Linked DNA regions of Mus musculus: region 1 is linked to region 2. Evidence: chromatin contacts called from public HiChIP or PLAC-seq data. All regions are on one chromosome and are shown on one strand. The core of a region is the stretch at or near the end of the contact, and the rest is flanking DNA. Distances in the headings are between cores, read along the strand shown.

What was found. HiChIP or PLAC-seq counts read pairs in DNA pulled down with a chosen protein or histone mark.
Region 1: a CTCF HiChIP or PLAC-seq map of the NIH/3T3 cell line shows a contact between it and region 2, with 5 read pairs. The contact joins two enhancer-like sites. A contact is called at or near these places in 1 of 15 datasets of contacts at CTCF or cohesin (the NIH/3T3 cell line) and 4 of 484 Hi-C or Micro-C datasets (B cells, CD8 T cells, nephron progenitors and 1 more).

The regions. Positions count from the first base shown.
Region 1 is chr15:61,561,687-61,565,331 of GRCm38.p6, reverse strand. No RefSeq gene overlaps it. Among named protein-coding and RNA genes, the nearest start is that of Gm24696, 210 kb to the right of the region's middle. Within about 2 kb of position 1,796, at least 20 of the 459 cell types and tissues checked have an H3K27ac peak or open chromatin away from gene starts, as enhancers often do. A contact at or near this core is called in the NIH/3T3 cell line, where this site is marked.
Region 2 is chr15:61,167,644-61,171,332 of GRCm38.p6, reverse strand. No RefSeq gene overlaps it. Among named protein-coding and RNA genes, the nearest start is that of Gm38563, 12 kb to the right of the region's middle. Within about 2 kb of position 2,127, at least 20 of the 459 cell types and tissues checked have an H3K27ac peak or open chromatin away from gene starts, as enhancers often do. A contact at or near this core is called in the NIH/3T3 cell line, where this site is marked.

The DNA.
Region 1 (3,645 bases), core at 547-3,046, 390 kb before region 2:
AGAACAAATTTCTTTCTCATTTCTCAGGTTTAATTCTCATTTTTAAATTTAATTTTATTTGTAATTCATTTTTTTACACTCCACATTCCATTCCTCACCCCTCCTCACCCACCCTCCAACTGCCCTCACAGTCACACCTCTGATCTTTCTGATCTCTGAATTGACAAATGGGACCTCGTAAAATTGCAAAGCTTCTGTAAGGCAAAAGACACCATCAATAAGACAAAAGGCCACTAACAGATTGGGAAAGGATCTTTACCAATCCTAAATCAGATAGGGGACTAATATCCAATATATATAAAGAACTCAAGAAGCTGGACTCCAGAAAATCAAATAGCCCCATTAAAAATGGGGCTCAGAGCTAAACAAAGAATTCTCACCTGAGGAATACCGAACAGCTGAGAAGCACCTGAAAAAAAATGTTCAGCATCCTTAATCATCAGGGAAATGCAAATCAAAACAACCCTGAGATTCCATCTCACACCAGCCAGAATAGCTAAGATCAAAAATTCAGGTGACAGCAGATGTTGGTGAGGATGTGGAGAAAGAGGAACACTCCTTCATTGTTGGTGGGATTGCAAGCTTGTACAACCACTCTGGAAATCAGTCTAGTGGTTCCTCAGAAAATTGGACATTGTACTACTGGAGGATCCCGAAATACCTCTCCTGGGCAGATATCCAGAAGATGTTCCAACCGGTAAGAAGGACACATGCTCCTCTATGTTCATAGCAGTCTTATTTATAATAGCCAGGAGCTGGAAAGAACTCAGATGCCACTCAACAGAGGAATGGATACAGAAAATGTGGTACATTTACACAATGTAGTACTACTCAGCTATTAAAAAGAATGAATTTATGGAATTCCTAGGCAAATGGATGGACCTGGAGGGTATCATCCTGAGTGAGGTAACACAATCACAAAAGAACTCAAATGATATGTACTCACTGATAAGTGGATATTAGCCCAGAAACTTAGAATACCCAAGATACAAGATACAATTAGCAAAACACATGAACCCCAAGAAGAACGAAGACCAAAGTATGGACACTTTGCCCCTTCTTAGAATTGGGAACAAAAGACCCATGGAAGGAGTTACAGATACAAAGTTTGGAGCTGAGACAAAAGAATGGACCATCTAGAGACTACCACACCCTTGAATCCATCTCATAATCAGCCTCCAAACATTGACACAATTGCATACACCAGCAAGATTCTGCTGAAAGGACGCCGATATAGCTGTCTCTTGTGAGGCTATGCTGGTGCCTGGCAAACACAGAAGTGGATGCTCACAGTCAGCTAATGGATGGAACACAGGCCCTCCAATGGAGGAGCTAGAGAAAGTAACCAAGGAGCTAAAGGGATCTGCAACCCTATAGGTGGAACAACAATATGAACTTACCAGTACCCCCAGAGCTCATGTCTCTAGCTGCATATGTATCAGAAGATGACCTAGTCAGCCATCATTGGGAAGAGAGACCCCTTGGTCTTAAAAACTTTATATGCCTCAGTACAGGCGAGTTCCAGGGCCAAGAAGTGGGAGTGGGTGTGTAGGGGAGTGAGGGGGAGGGTATGGGGGACTTTTGGGATAGCATTGGAAATATAAATGAAGAAAATACCTAATTAAAAAAAGAATATAAACTTTCATGAACAGGATAGTCAGTGCAGTTAGGATCACTGTCACATTGTATGCTAGTCTCTCATTGCTGTGACACATCAAGGAGGAAGAATCTTTTAGGTTTGAAGGAATGGAGTCCATTGTGGCTGGAAAAGTGTGGCCATGGGAATGACTCATAGCTGTGGTGGCAGCAGTTTGAAGCTGCTTGCTCACATCTGAGATGATTTGGATGTAGGAGAGCCAGAGCAAGCCTGGGCTATATTTTAAAGCTCCTCCCTGTAGTGACCCACATCTTGCATCTAAGACTGTCTCCTAAAGATTCCCAAACCTATAAAACAAGAGTTACCTGCTGGAGATGAGACATTCAAGCAAATGAGCTTGTGAGGGAAATTTGACATTCAAACCTTAAGACATGGCTATTGAGCAAATAGAAAAGGGGATTTAAACAAAGTATACTGACTCCATACCTGCATTTTCTGCCATTTGTCACAACATTGGCTATCCTCCGCCCCCATCCCCACAATGTAACATTCTAGACCTTAACATTCCTTACTCATGAAATGTACAGGAAGTTGGGAACTAACTGAATATCTGTTGAATACATCCCTGCATTTGGGAGTTATTAAGACATACCTAATTTGCAGCTGTGAACTTGCTAACTTAGTTTGTTTTAAATGAGATGAGAATGCATGTTTTGTTTTTTAAATGGGGGAAAGCGAAGGAATCTTCCACTGGCTGAGCAATGTAATCAAACATGTTGTTTGAAGCCTGGTGCCCCAACTAGGTCAAGAATCATTGGAGTAAGACCCAAAGTTCACACTGACAGAAAAATAAAGTTCGAACTGACAGGGTGGCAGAGGCAAAGCCTACTTTGTTTTCAAACTCATACCCTCTACTCTGAGCTGGAAGAGGCTTATCTTGGTTGCTTCATCCTTTGACAGCACTCTGCCTGGGCTCCTTTGGTATTCCCAGTGCAGTAAATCTTATCTTTCTTTAATGTAGGCTCAGTTTTGTTTTAATTAGTATGACTTCTTTTAATTACAAGAGTCTTTTCTTCCTTCACTCCATTACAAGTTCAAAGGCATGTTCTTTAGAGTCTTCTGCACTCAGGTCACCTTATCTGTGGCCCTTCCTTCTCATCAGCTTTTATTGTCAAACCTTCAGTGTGGCTTCAGTGCACATGGCTTGATTTTACTTTTATGTCCTGACTTGCCCTGGACGGCCCAAGTCATTCAGAGAAGGGTGGCCCAGGGACAAGAAAGCCATTTTCAGTTCTGGATTCCCATAATTAATTGCTTTTTAATCAGGAGCAATGACTCTTTTGGCAAATGAGCCTGCCAAATATTTGCTTCCTCCCCTTGTGAGACGTTCAGCTCCAGCCAGCCACTGAAACCACACAGTTAGCTGAATAGCTTGGGGACAAGGATGCAGGCTGCAATTGTGTGAGGCTGTAGAGAGTTATTCATGAAATAGGGAGGCTTGTCTGAGATGGTGTCCATGTTAGACAATCTTAGCTGTTTTTTTTTTTTTAAACTGTCACTAATTCCTTTTACTATATTTATTTCATTCTCTGACTTAACTGCCAGGACGTGAAGATAAGGTGTATATTGGATTTTTTTGTCTCCACAAATATTTTAGGGCATATGAACAGAGAACACACAAGAAAAATGGACTACACACATGAAAAAACCTAACAAGTGATTGCTGTGTATTGCAACAAAGGGAATAGGATAGGACAGGAAGACAGTTAGAATGGGTTGGCCAAGAATACAGACCAAAACAGGTGGCATATGAAAGTTGATTTTCGAGTAGCTCTTTGAGTGATGACCAAGTGCCAAACATGTGAAGCACAGGCTGAGGTCAGAGTGGGAATATCCAAGAAATAGAAAGTAGGTGCATTGACAAGAATGTCTCAAAGGGCTTATGGATTTAGGGAATCCAATCAAACCTAGTAAGTATATGTGACTGTACCATATAGTTTAAGATGAAGTGAGACTGTTCATTCATACTGAGAATGCTGGACCTTGCT
Region 2 (3,689 bases), core at 878-3,377:
CAGCAAAGGAGCCTGAGGTCAAATCTTGAGTTGTCTACTTACAAGCTGAGGAATTCTGGATAAGTTCATATGTGTGCTTCAGCTCTCTGATCTATAAAATGTAGTGACAATACTTTACTCTGTGCATCTCAGAGGTTCACTGTAGAACTGAGCTGGTTAATGTATTTAAAACCGTTTGCAGAGTGCCCAGAAGGATCAGATGCTAAATGACATTCTGTTGGTATTAGAAAGATCATCTACATATTGATGTATAATTGTTGAAACTCTGTGTACTCCTGTAAATGGTAAGCCCTCTAATAACAAGTACCGTGTCTCTCTGATAGCCAACACTTGATGCTCTTGGAATAAAATATATGTTCTTATCTTTCTCGTTCTCAGCATTATTATCTCATGTTTTCTCCTCATCAATGACCATTTTGATAGATGAGGATATCCACTTCCCAGTGAGAGGTAAAGGAGCTCTTGGTACTATGTGAGCTCTTATTTACAAATAGAGTTGGCGTCCAATTCTGATCTATAGACTGATGGTTTTCCTTGTGTAGTATTTGTGGGAGATGCCTGATTGGTCATCTGCAGGCTATGGTAGGAGAATATTGAAAACAGCTTATGTCAATGAAAGAGTTTGCATAGTAAGTCCTTAAATATTTCCTCTGGAGACTTCAACTCATCAGTGGTTATGACAAATACATGAGTCTATTGAATCCAACTTCAATTGTATTTCTAAAAATAAAACAAACAAACAAAAAAACCCTTATAACCTCTTATCCAGCATTACTCAGTCAGTTGGTGGAAGTTGGGCTAAAGGTTTGGGATGTAGAATCATCAAAGTTTTCTGAATATAGAAGATATAATCTCATATAACCTTGAAAGACATAGAAACGTGAAGAAAGAATTCCAAATCTTCCAGTAAAGGGACAGAGATAGCAATAGTGCCATTTGGAGAGATTTATATGAAATACTTGTGTTGGAGAAAACATTGCTATAGAATTCCTGAGTTCAAGATACTTTGATTTCAATGGTAGATGTCAAATCATTGGCTGTTGCATCTTTGTGCAGTTTTGAAAGACCATAAGTCTGCTCCGTTTTTAAGGACTGAACTCAGCATACAGAAAACAAAAGACTGTTTACTCCTGGATGCACAGAAAACAGGTAAGGTATTCATTGTATAAGTAATCAGGATATTGTATCATATATTTAAGAGCATATATTTCAGAATGAGTCATATAAACCTGGATGAGCAACCCCTGACATTAATGACCCTGCCTATTTGGCATCTATAAGCTTCCATGCTCTGTTACAAAGTGGAGATACTAGTATATGGTCACAAGATTACTGAAAGAGTTAATGTAGATCATGTAAATACTTACTTAACACTAACCATCATTTTTATACCAAGAGAAAGAAAGAGATGACTATTAAATATGAACAAAAATCACAGTCTGGAGTAATTCCTAAATGGAATGGAATCCTAGCACCTGGAAAGGATAGTACAAGGAATAAAATATGGTATTGGAAAAGGACTCCAAGCCCTTACACAAGTGAATCTTAAAAATAAATTCTATCATGTAATTGGACTGGAAAGGCTCTTGTGAAAGCCAAAAAACTTGGGCTCTAAAGTGACTCATAACCTACTCTTGGTGTTCTTCAGCCAACTTTATATAAATCCTCATAGTTCAAAGACATACAGAAGTGCTCATTTTAACTGGTAATTTGGAGGTCACTTAAGACTAAAGGTCATGGACTAGTTGGCCCGTGGTTCCCAGGATAGCTAGGCAGCTCACCAATAATTGGTGGTCCCTTGCAGGCATAATCACTGTTTTGTCCAATGGTATCCATTGACACGGCTTGGAGTGGCTAATGGCAAGGCACATTCTACTCGTTGTCAAGTGTGGAAAAGGAAACCAATGTTTTGGAGTACTTTTTTGACTTCAAGTGTTCTATTACAAAATGTCCATATCCATTAGATCTCCAAACTTTATTGAAGTAAATGTTCCCACCCTTTAGGCTGTGGGAAAGCAATGGTTAATGACTCTTAGGGATTTTGTGAGTCACAAATCTAGATAGGTGACCTTTGAGCCAAGACCAGTGCCAGCTCTTCCATATCACTCAGTCCTGATAGATTCTAGTTAATCAAAAGCTCATAGCCCAGGAACAAGAGCCATTGAAAAATGCCTGTAATCATACTTTGCTATAGCTTTATCTAGAAGAAGTAATTATAAAAGTAAGGGAAGGGGAAGCCCCATTCACTTCATACTTCCCTCTTGGGAGAGGTCTTTTGAGTTAAATTCCATTTCCATGGTTCTGTAGGTGGTTTCACAATGAGATAGACATGCCTGTTCAACAGAGGAAGTAGTTGGCCCCTTGTCTCTGGGAGAAACAAGAAAGGATGCCATGTTATTCAGAACTAGGGCTTGCTGTAATCTCTGGGCATCGATCCCCTATGCTCTACCCCCTTTTCCTCCAAAGCACTGGGGGTGGGGGTGGGAAGAGTATGCAACCTCATCTAGATTTTGGTGGGGTGTTGGAGATCCTAATTAGGGTTCTCAGCTTGAGCAGTCTCAGAACTCATTGAGCCATTACCTTGGTCCACTTAAGATTCTGTGTCACATTCTCAGAAGTTTTGATTCATGACAGCAAAGTTCATCTCCAATCCAGGAAAAAAAATAATTATGCAGGTGCGCTTTAGAGAATTTAGTAGTATCTGCCTGACTGGGATGCAAGAAAAAGCTGTAGAAGCCAGGAAGATGTGCTTGGAGGAATTAGTAGGGGAAAGTTCAGAAGAGGATTTGATTCCATGATAAGAGGTTGTGAAAAAAAAAAAAACTGGATGTTTATGGATTCCTGTTAGCCTCGTAGTGATACAGTGCATACATTATAATAATCACTGTTGCAGAAAGACTATATTAAGTTGGTTCAATAGATTTAGAATAGCTAGGAGAACAGTTTTTCTCTTTATACCACCCACGCCCCATCAATAGACACACAAACATATAGATTATAGATAGATAGATAGATAGATAGATAGATAGATAGATAGATAGATGATAGAGATGGATAGATAGAAAGACACATAAATATACAGATGATAATTAATTAGATAGATATAGATTGAGATATAGAGAGATGTCTTCTTTCGTTATCTGTGTGTATATATGTGCACGTGTATGGGCATGACTGTGTGTTTGTGTGTCCATGTTGATTCAAATAAAGATATAAGGAGGCTTGAACTGAAACCAGTAAAAAAAAATATACATTCTTGTGATGTTTTAATAAAATTATCCTCATAGGCCCTCCGGGAGTGGTACTTTTTGAAGTAGGTGTGACCTTGTTGGAGGAAGTATTGTCACTCTAAATGGGCTTTGAGGTTTCAGATGCTCAAGCCAGGCCCAGGGTCACCCTCTCTTCCTGTTGCCAGCTTATCTGGATATAGAACTGTCATCACCATGTCTTCCTGACTGTCACTGTCTTAGTTAGGGTTTCTATTCCTGCACAAACATCATGACCAAGAAGCAAGTTGGGGAGGAAAGGGTTTATTCGGCTTACACTTCCATACTGCTGTTCATCACCAAGGAAGTCAGGACTGGAACTCAAGCAGGTCAGGAAGCAGGAGCTGATGCAGAGGCCATGGACAGATGTTCTTTACTGGCTTGCCCAGCCTGCTCTCTTATAGAACCAAGACTACCAGCCCA